Regions from separate parts of the Mus musculus genome. Here regions 2 and 3 are each linked to region 1. A link is a contact called in public HiChIP or PLAC-seq and promoter capture Hi-C data. All regions are on one chromosome and are shown on one strand. Each heading gives the region's core, a stretch centred on a gene start, on an enhancer-like site or on the middle of the called end of the contact. The rest is flanking DNA. Distances are from core to core; before and after follow the strand shown.

What was found. Promoter capture Hi-C pulls out the DNA fragments that hold promoters and counts their contacts. HiChIP or PLAC-seq counts read pairs in DNA pulled down with a chosen protein or histone mark.
Region 2: an H3K27ac HiChIP or PLAC-seq map of microglia shows a contact between it and region 1, with 4 times the contacts expected there. The contact joins the promoter of Selplg here to the promoter of Cmklr1 in region 1. A contact is called at or near these places in 3 of 39 promoter capture datasets (hippocampal neurons, liver and pre-B cells), 3 of 484 Hi-C or Micro-C datasets (cerebral cortex and natural killer cells), 3 of 115 datasets of contacts at active chromatin or transcription factors (memory CD8 T cells, microglia and neural progenitor cells) and 2 of 9 other capture datasets (adipose tissue and liver).
Region 3: a contact with region 1 is called in a promoter capture Hi-C map of pre-B cells, with 2.7 times the contacts expected there. The contact joins the enhancer-like site here to the promoter of Cmklr1 in region 1. A contact is called at or near these places in 2 of 39 promoter capture datasets (macrophages and pre-B cells), 1 of 484 Hi-C or Micro-C datasets (pre-pro-B cells), 1 of 115 datasets of contacts at active chromatin or transcription factors (microglia) and 2 of 9 other capture datasets (liver and pancreatic islet).

What each region holds. Positions count from the first base shown.
Region 1 is chr5:113,648,805-113,652,246 of GRCm38.p6, reverse strand. Cmklr1 (chemokine-like receptor 1) reads left to right here and starts at 1,857. Exons shown (of 3, transcript NM_008153.3): 1 at 1,857-2,026. Gm52823 (a long non-coding RNA gene) reads right to left here and starts at 1,503. Exons shown (of 3, transcript XR_003955975.1): 1 at 1,370-1,503; 2 at 798-1,089; 3 at 1-60.
Region 2 is chr5:113,828,816-113,832,257 of GRCm38.p6, reverse strand. It overlaps Selplg (selectin, platelet (p-selectin) ligand), which reads left to right and starts at 1,757. Exons shown (of 2, transcript NM_009151.3): 1 at 1,757-1,909.
Region 3 is chr5:113,803,196-113,806,637 of GRCm38.p6, reverse strand. It overlaps Gm42004 (a long non-coding RNA gene), which reads right to left. Exons shown (of 5, transcript XR_878692.2): 3 at 3,063-3,258. Among named protein-coding and RNA genes, the nearest start is that of Gm42004, 4.4 kb to the right of the region's middle. Within about 2 kb of position 1,842, at least 35 of the 459 cell types and tissues checked have an H3K27ac peak or open chromatin away from gene starts, as enhancers often do. A contact at or near this core is called in pre-B cells, where this site is marked.

The DNA.
Region 1 (3,442 bases), core at 608-3,107:
ACCCAGATCTACAGAAACTCCCGCTTGTGAACTAATGTAGTCTTGGGTGTCCCGCTATAGCTGCAAAGACAAAGACAGGTGGTGACAGATACAACCCAATTGTCTAGGACTTTGAGGCTGAGCTGAGAAGGTACCCCCTCCCTGCCTTTGTCTTTGACCTCCCCTTCCCCCCGCTCCTCCTCCTCTTTATCCTTTCTCCATTCTTCTCTTGTCTTTATCCTCATCTCTCTATCTTTCTTCCCCTCCCTCCCCTCACTCTTATTTCTCCTCCCCTCCCTCTTCTTCTCTCTCCTCCCTCTTTCTTCCCCTCCCCTTCCCTCTTCTCTCTCCTCCCCCTTTCTTCCCCTCCCCTCCCTCTTCTCTCTCCTTTCTTCTCCCCCTCCCCTCCCTCCTCTTCTCTCTCCTCCTCTTCCTTCCCCTCCCTCCATTCTTCTCTCCTCCCCCTTTCTTCCCCTCCCTCTTCTCCTCCCCTCCCTTTGTTCCCCTCCCTCTTCTCTCCTCCTCCTCTGTATTCCCTCCTCTCCTCTCCCCTCCTCTCCTCTCCTCTCCTCTCCTCTCCTCTCCTCTCCTCTCCTCTCCTCTCCTCTCCTCTCCTCTCCTCTCCTCTCCTCTCCTCTCCTCTCCTTCTCCCCCTTTCTTCCCCTCCCCTCCCTCCTCTTCTCTCTCCTCCTTTTCCTTCCCCTCCTCTCCCTCTTCTCTCTCCTCCCCCTTACTTCCCCCCTTCTTCTCTCTCCTCACCCTTCTCCATTACCTTTCCCCTGCTTCCTTTCCTTCTTCTTTCTCTCCCCTCTCCTCACCTGTAAGTAGCTTTAGGCAGCAGGGCTTCCAACCATGACAGACCTCAGCTTGGTCTTAGCTGTGAGCCCGAGCCGGCTGCCTGGGCACAGATTCTGGTCCACGGCCTCAGCATCTCCATCCGCCATGCGTGATCTACTCTTCCAGCCCCGTTGCAGCAGGCATGGTGATGCATGACACTCTCAACCAAAGCACTTGCTATGGATCACACAGGCCAAGGACTGTTATGTCTTCCTTCTGGAGGTTGAGGACTGGGATCTAGCCTGGTTGGGCTCCAGCTCTGCCATCTCCTAGCTGGGTAGCATAGGGTAAGAAACTTAACCTTTCTGTGCCCCAATTTCCTTACCAATAAACAAGGGTAATAAAAATACCTGTCCACAACCACCACTGCCGTAGGGAGGATGTAGTATCAAGTTCCTAGCACTGTGAAGGTTGTGTACTGAGTGCCCAGTACCCTGCCTTGTTCTTGGCTACTTCAACAATTCTGTTGCTGTCGGTGCCAATAAACTAGGCACTATATCAGGTGGTGGGGACAGACTGGGGAAGACAGGCAGCAGGCAGGACAGCGTGATACCTCTGTCAGTGCTTGCTGTGATGTGGAAACCCAGAGTAGTCTGTCAGGGGAGGTTTCTTCATCACGGAGAAGGAGCTGGAAGCCATCTGGCCACACTAGGGGCAAGAATAGCACTCAGAAGTAGGGAACAGCAGGCAAGAGGCCATAGGGCTTGCTACCGTCCCTACTGCGGGCAAAGATAACCAGCTGCGGGTGGGTCTTCAGGTCGGTCAGGAGTAACTTCCCCAGCAGCCTGGTTTCAAGGCTCCATTTGCGGCTCCAGTTGTGCGCCCAGACAAGGGGCGGGTCATTCCTAGTGGGCCGTTACCACCCAGGAGCCCAGCCTGGCTGGCAGGCGAAGCCTCCTCTGGGGGAGTGGCGGGGGGCCCACTCCACACAGCTGGCGCCCCCGCCCTCCCCAGGCTGTTTCCTGCTCCTCCCGCCCCTCCCCGCTCCAGCTGTTTCTCAGGCTGAGTTCTGTCCCTGTCCCCACACAGAACACAGGACAGAGGGAGGCTCTTAGGATGTTGTGCTCCGCGGGGCTCAGACGAAATCTTCTGTGAATGGAAGAAATGCTTCCAAGCAAACAGCCACTACCAGAACAACTGAGAAAGAGGCCAGAGCGCGAGTTCTCAAACCCTGAAGTCGCAGGAGCCGGAGGGGGATATTGGAGAGAAGGTACAGCACTTGGTTCTGAGTCCTGCAGAGGGCGGGAAGGGACGCGCAGGCAGGGACTGGAGCTCCTCTTTGGGTGTGTGTCAAAGGAAAAGTTTCTAGCATAGAATCAGAGCTGAAGAGCGACGCTGGTGTTTGTGAAAACCAGCGTGGCCACCGCAGGCCATCCGTGAGGATGAATCCTTCCTCGACTCAGAGCAAAGCCCACTTGTGCCGTGCCACAGACCACCCCCGTCAGGCTCTCCGGCTCCCGAGAGGACAGTTCAGTGGCTGCTGACAAAGGCTGGCCTTGGGGGCATGTAACTACTGTGAGGTCCACTTCTCTTTTTGTTTTTTAGTATTCTGAGTGACCAGCGCTGCCATGAACACTTTGTGGGATAGTTTTGCTTTGTGTATTAGTCCCGTGGATATATTCCCATAGGTGACCCCATATCACTGTGTGTGTGTGATGCTCTGTGTGATGTCCAGATGTGCAGGCAGAGGGAGAACGTGGGGTGTCTTCTTCTGTCACTCTCTGATTATCATAAGCCTTGTCAAGGTCTCTCATAGACCCAGAGAGAGGCAGAGGCAGGAGGATCTCTGTGAGTTCAAGGCCAGCCTGGTCTACAGAGTGAGTTCCAGGACAGCCAGGGCTACATGGAGAAACCATGTTTTAAAATTATTTTATTTTTAATTATATATATGCATGCCAATATCTATGTGGGTCTGTGCATGTGAGTGCACGTGAGTCCCGGACAAAAGAGGATCAACTTCCCCTACAGCTGGTGTTACATACAGATGCTGATGAAACCATGTCAATGCTGGGAATTGAACCTGGGTCTTCTGGAAGAACAGCTGGTACTCTTAACCACCGAGCCATCGCTCCAGTTCTTCACTACCCTTTTTTAAAGATATGTGAGCTGTCTGGTCATGGCAATTTCTTCCTGCTGACGCTGTACATGGCATGGCATAGGGGTGCAATAGCCTTGAAGCCTTCTTAACACTAGGGCTGCCTGCCTCTGCTTGAGATGCTTCTGCTTGCAACTCTTTATGTGATGGGGCAGGGTCTCTCGCTGGGACCCTGAGCTCACTGACTAGGCTTAGCTGGCTGGGCAGTGAGCCCTATGGATCTTCCTGACTTCTGCTTGCAACTCTTTATGTGATGTGGCTCAGAGAGGACAGGCCACAGGTCTGAGGTCACACAGTGAGGAAGTGGAGGAGGAGGAGGTCTTGTGTTTGCTGTGTCTTAAGAAAGCCTTGATTTCCCTTTAACTCTCTCTCCTTCCCCTTTCCAAGGGGATCTGTGGTTCTGGCTTCTGTCAAGGGCAAGGCTGGCTTGTCTCAGGACCTTGCTGCTGCCAGTGTGTGTGCCTGTTCACAGTTCACTCAAGCTGCAGAAGGGGCTGGCTCGGGACTCTCTTCTGAAAGGCTTAGCTTAAA
Region 2 (3,442 bases), core at 508-3,007, 180 kb before region 1:
TTATGTTTTGTGTTTATCTGTGCACACATATATGCATGTGTGAGAGAGAGAGAAAGAGAGAGAGAGAGAGAAACAGAGAGGCAGAGAGAGACAGAAAACAAAAGACAGAAAACGTCTTAAAGACTCAGCTCCAGATTCCAGGACTTGAACTCAGGTTATCAGGCTTTGGCCGCAAGCACCTTTATAGGCTGAGCCCTCTCATCAGCCTTGGTTTGTATTTTGAGGCAGCTATGTGACCCTGGTTGGCCTGGCACTGTATAACCCAGACTGGCCTCAGCCTTTCAAGTTCTGGGACGACAGGCACACACTACCTCACCCTCTGGCTTTTGTTTTTAAACAACTTTCATGCAAGGCAGGGTATGGCCTTCTCTCTACAAGAGTCCTGAGCCTGGCTTTGCAAAACTGCAGGGCAGACCCTGGAGGCTAATCCCTTTGTCCACTTCCAGATCCACACTGTGCATGCTTGACCTCCAGTCTTTACCTCATCTATCTCACCTCATCTCCTGCCTGACCCCGTAGCTCACCCTGGAGTGTCGCTTTTACTGGAGGGTATGTGGTCATGGTCTACCAGCCTGTTTACTGGCTGGCCTCACCATCCCATGGACAAGGGGGATTGTATGAGACCAAGGCTGCTGATCAACCTGAGATACAGGCAAAGGAAATCTGTTGGGCAAAGGAACAGATAAGGGAGAAATCCATTGGGGAATGACCCTCCCTGTCTGGCGAGTCCTTGACTGTTGGATTTTTCATGGAGCAGTTAAGACAGGGTCTTACTTTTTTGTTGGTTTGGTTTGGTTTGGTTTTTTGGTTTTTTGAGACAGGGTTTCTCTGTGTAGCCTTGGCTGTCCTGGAACTCACTCTGAGATCAGGCTGGCCTCAAACTTAGAAATCTGCCTGCCTCTGCCTCCCAAGTGCTGGGATTAAAGGTTCGAGCCACCACTGCCTGGCGAGTAACTTTAGCCCAGGCTAGCCTCAGACCCACAGTACTCTTCCTGCTTTGGCATCCCCACCACTAAGATTAAAAGTGAGAGCCACTACACCCAGTTATGTAGAACCCTGTGAGAGGAAAAGCCTCGTAGCCCCAGAGAAAGGAGGATCCTGAGGCCAAGCTGAGCTGTGGAGACGTGGAGAGGTTGGGGAGTATGCACAAGAATGCATGTGACTCACACACAAGCACATGTACAAACACACGTGTACATGCATGCACACACGTACACAAATGTGCATATACACATGTATACACACATGCACACATGAGCATGCACATGTACAAATGCATGCACATACACACATGAGCATACACATGTACAAATGCATGCACATACACACATACATACACACATGTGCACACAAGCACACACGTGTGCACACACCAGCATGCACACACACAAAAAACACTCTATGCATAAGCTCCAAAAAGGTGGGTGATTTGCAGTTCCTGCCCCTCTGCCTCCCATTCTCCATCTCCATTGAGACCCTCCCTCCCTTCTGTCTGGCCTTTGCCTCCATGGCAGGGGTTCTCTCTGGTTGCCTCTCTCCAGTTGCCCATAGAACAAGGCTGTGACTCTTCTCTGAGGTCTCATGTAGAGGTCCCCTCACAGTAAGCACCCCCCATACCTTCCTTGAACTTTCAAGATTGTTATCAGTCCCAACAAACCGCCATCACACTGCCCACCCAGCTTTAATCAGACTTGTCACCAAAGCTGTCACAAACAAGGGGGTGTGGGCGCGTCACGTGACCAGCCTGAGTAACCTCATTCTCGCTTCCTTCTTCCACACCCTGCCGTTGGGGGTTGGCGGGCAGATTGGGACCACAAGTGTCTGGCAGTGTGGACTGGGGCCCTGTCACTGAGGCAGAGTCGTTTGCTTCTGGGCCCTGAGGCAGCTGCCCCATGCTCTGTTGGGCACGGTAAGTCTGATTCGAAAAACCATGGGGAGTGGCTGGGGGCCCAAGGGACAAGGAGCCCGCCTTTGCAAGGTGCCTGGGCCCTTGTGAGTGGTGCTGACGTTCTGGGCCGAGGTCTCCCAGGAGACTTGGGCTTCTCCATCCTTAGCTGAAAATGCTCAGCTACTGCCTGTTTACCAGGCTGGCCTTGCAGTCTCTGTGTGGAGGCTCAGAGAAGCCCGGGTCCTCTGCCCTGAAACTATCCCACCCTTCCTCTCAACTGTGGGAAGCTCAAGGCCAGAGCTGAGACTGAGTCTGGACGAGTCGTGGAGTTTGTCTCAAGGTTGTTAAGGCATGAAACATTCTTTGGGATACTCTCTCTCTCTCCTCCTCTTCCCTCCCTCCCTCCCTCCCTCCCTCTCTCTCAAATCAGATATGGTCTCCATTTGTTCATAGGCTAGCCTGGAACTCTATGTAGCCCAGGCTAGCCTCTTGCCTTGGCCTCATGCTAGGGTTATATAGGGTTATATAGGTTATATGCACCACCATACCAGCCTTCTTGGATCTAAATTTTTATTTTCATTTATTATTATTTATTAACTATTATTTGCATATGAGCATATGGCATGGGCACTTGTGCGCATGAGCAGGCACATGAGTGTTATGCAGTATGTGTGGAGGTCAGAGAATAACTTGGGGGAGTCAGTTCTCTCCCACAGTGGGTTCTGGGAACTGAACTCAGGTCAGCAGGCTTCCCCAGCAAGCACTTTGACCCTCAGAGCCATCCAGCCTCCACTTTAATCCCTTTTTTCTTATTTATTTATTTATTTATTTATTTATTTATTTATTATATGTAAGTACACTGTAGCTGTCTTCAGACACTCCAGAAGAGCACATCAGATTTTGTTACAGATGGTTGTGAGCCACCATGTGGTTGCTGGGATTTGAACTCAGGACCTTTGGAAGAGCAGTCGGCAATCTTAACCGCTGAGTCATCTCACCAGCCCTGCCTTTTTTTTTTTCTTAATTAAATCAGATTGAGAAAACAGTACTTGTTCATAGGAAATTGTTTTTTTAAGTTGGTATTATCATTATCATTGCTATTATTTTATTATTATTATTAATTTTTTTCGAGACGGGATTTCTGTGTAGCCCTGGCTGTCCTGGAACTCACTATGTAGACCAGGCTAGCCTCAAACTCAGAAATCCACCTACCTCTGCCTCCCAAGTGCTAGGATTAAAGGCCTGTGCCACCACTGCCTGGCTTAGTCTTATTATTTTTAAAAGTTTTATGTGTGTGTTTTGAGAGCATGTCTCGAAGAAAAAAAAAGAGAGAGAGAAAGAAAGAGAAAGAGAGCATTCATGTCTGAGCATCACATGTGCGCAGTGCCTTATGAGGTACAGATGGATGTGAGCCTCCATGAGTGCTGGAGATCCTGGTCCTCTGAATGCTCTGAACTGCTGAGCCATCTCTTCCGGGCTCAGTGTTTTTGAGAAAATCGCACGTAGCCAAGGTTGGCCCCAAACATACCGTGTAGCCAAGGATGACCTTAATTC
Region 3 (3,442 bases), core at 593-3,092, 150 kb before region 1:
TGGCCCCTGTTGAGTCTCATAAAGTGGCTCCTTCCACAGCGAGAATGTAAATGTTTACAAGGCAGCCACAGCTGGCTGGCCACCCGGCCACAGGAAATCCTGGGACCCCTGTCCTCCGGCTGTACGTGCATCCCCCCGCGGAGGGATGTGGGTTCTGAAGAGCTTTGAATTGAGTCATCATCTGGTTAGACCATGCAGATGTCCAGTGTCCAGCTGGACCTTTCCATGCAGTGCGAGACCCAGGTCTAAAGGCCACAGTATCAGAACCACCCCATTCCTTGAGCCCCTTGCCAGCCAGAACTCTGTAAGAGTTACTCTACTGACGTCCCAACCCACAGCCGAGTCTGCCCTTTGTCCTAGAACCACACGGACTGTGCTCCTTTGCTCTGTGTGTGGAGAGTTTAGTCTGTCCTTCTCCGTTGTCCAGTTGTGGGCTACCATATGCATGAGAGGCAAACTTTAAATGTACAAACTGTGTGTGTGTACACTTGTTTGTTTGTTTGTTCATGCAACAGGCTCTCATGTAGCCCAGGCTGGTCTTGAACTCACTATGTACCCCAGGATGTCTTTGAACTCCTGATCCTTTTGCTTCCATATTTTTATATGATTACAGACATGTGCCACCATGCCTGCTTTCTGCGCTGCTGTGGATGAACTCTGGGCCTCGTGTGTAAGCGCTCAGCCCCTTGAGCTCTATTGTTCTATTTAGCTCTGTGAACTGGACACTGCCTATCCCCTGAGAAGAGTCCGGGATTGTCTTGTTGATTGATGTAGAAGAGCCCTGCCCAGTGTGGGCAGCACCATTCCCTGGGCTGTATGAAAAAGCCAGTTAAGCACCGGCCTGAAAACAAGCCAGCAAGCCATGTTCCTGCCTGAGTTCTTGATCTGGCTTCCCTTTATGTTGGCAACAAAAAGCCAAGCAATGCCTGCATCTCCAGCTTGTCATAGCCGGTCTTGATGTCATTTTGACTAGATTGACAAATGTCTAGGAGGCTGATGAAACTCCACCTCTTGTTGGCTCCAAGGTCATCTCCAGAGGCCATTAGATCCTGAAGGCTGAGCTCGTGGGTGAGCTGGGGGTGGGTGACTGGTAGGAGGTCAAGCTTTTGGGGTGGTGAGTCACTTGGGTGTCTTCAGAGCTCCATCTTGCCCCATTCTGTGTTCCGGTTCTCTTGGTTTCCTGTCCACTGGTGAGATAAACAGTTTGTCATTGTCACAAACTCCATCCACCCTGACGTTCTCCGCTGAAGCTTCTGAGATCATGAGCCAGAACAAAACCTTCCCGTCTTAAGTTGTTCTGTCCCGTGGTCTCGGCGAGAAGAAAATTTACTAATAGAAATCACACGTGTGTGCAAAACTTCCTGCTGAGTATTGGGATGTTTCCAGTTCAGGATCTGCTGTGCAGAAAGCCGCCACGGACACTTGTGTGGGTGTGTCTTCATCCTCTTGGGCACATACGTACTGGAGTGCGAGCGCTGGCTCCTAGGCCAGGTTTGCAGTCCTTTTTAGAAACTAAGACCCTTGTCCATGTTACCCAGCCATTTCTCTCTCCCACCAGCACATGGTGGAAAATACACAGAAGACCACAGGATGCCCAGAGGTAGTAAGCCACCCTGGTCCAAAAGGAGAAACTGAGGCACAGCTTGGTTGTATTGTGCCCTGCTTTCTGAGTTCCAGGTACATGTAGATGCTCAATAAACAGATGAGCAATGAGTGAATGTAGGTTGTTTTCTGATGAGAAAACCGAGATCCAGGCTGGTTTCATAGCAACCTCAGAGCTCTGGTCCAGTCAGACATAGCTACCGTGCCTCTTGGGAGCCCCAGGCAGGATGCTACTCCAGGATAACCCTCCAGAGGCCAGACTTGGGCTGTGGTGGTGCTGCAGCTCACGACTCCCTAGCCACATGAAAGGCCCAGCTATTTTTGCTTGGATGGCAGGCCCTGGTGCTCAGGGTTATGTAATGAGATGTGGCCTTGGACCCATAAGGGGCTGGGACTGGGGACTGTGGTGGGCTGGCATTGCAGGAGCCAGGAGGAACAGTCTCAGTAGAGACCTAAGCTAAGGGCGTTACCCGGCCCTCCCAAGCTCCACTGGTCAGGGCTGCTGAACAGGGTCGTGTTGCTGCTAATTGCAAGGGGTTCAGGGCAGGGTCTCTGAAGTGTTTTCAGTTTGAGCAGAAACCCTGGCTCTTTCTGGGCCCCTGAAATTATGGGTTGCAAGCGTACTGCCCAGCCTGTGCTCCACACCACAGGCCTGGCCACGCCCCACAGATACCACAGCAGGGCCCCACACATGTCCCAGAAACCGCGGGACGTGGTATGAGACACTGAAGAAGGATGGAGCTTCTCCCGTAATTGCCCAATGCCTGAAGACGCAGGATCAGAGGGCAGAGGCCCCATTCAAACAGCCAGCACCATATTTTTTGAGCCCCGTTTTGTTCCAGGCAATGGCCTAGATCAGTGGTTCTCAACCTGTGGGTCGCAAGCCCCAAAGGGTCACATATCAGATATCCTACATCTCAGCTATTTATATTGTGAGTTATAACAATAGCAAAGTTACAGTTATGAGGTAGCAAGGAAATAGTTTTATGGGTGGGGGGATCGCCACAACCTGAGGAACCTTATTAAAGGGTCACAGCATTAGGAAGACGGAGAACCACTGACACAGACATAGAGTTAAGATCGGGGCCCCAAACAAGCAAAGTTCTTTGTCCCTGCTGACCTGGTTCACCCATGCTGGCCTGAGACTATTCCAGAGCTGCCTCCCTCCGTGGCACTGTGTGTGCTCTCGACCACCTCAGGACCTTTCCACATCCTGCCCAGCTGCTGGGAACCATCTTGCATTTGTGTCTTCGTAAATACCTTCTCGCTATCTTTGAGGGCAACTCTGTAGTTACTTCCTGCAGTGGAAGCCTGGGACCGGACTAGACTCCCATGGCACATGGAACCTTGTGCAACCCCTGCATGGAGCCCTGAGCGACCCCTCCCAGCTCTCACCCGTGTGCAGTCAGAGGTCCCCAGGGATCCCTTTAAGGCTCGCTTCCTTACTGTGGTTCTCCTACCTCTTGTGGTATCCAGCTCACAGCCTCCAGCTGTTTCCACAGAACGAGTGGAATTTGGGATGTCTTCAGGTGGGAATCTGAGGGTTGGCAGGGAATGACCACTGGCATCTGACCGGAAGCCACATTTAGCTGTGGCCCAGGAGAAGAGCTGTGGTGTACTGTGGCTGTGTTCCTTGTCTCTCCTCGTGAGTGGCACCTGCAGAGCATCTACAAGTTATGGATGTAGTGCAAGGTGAGGAACGATGTACCTATGCGCGCGTATGCGTGTGTGTGTGTGTGTGTGTGTGTGTGTGTGTGTGTGTGTGTGTGTGTGGTGTGGTCCCATAGTCCCTTTCCCGAGGCATACGGAGGTAGGAGAGGAGCTATGCTGTGGGAACGGC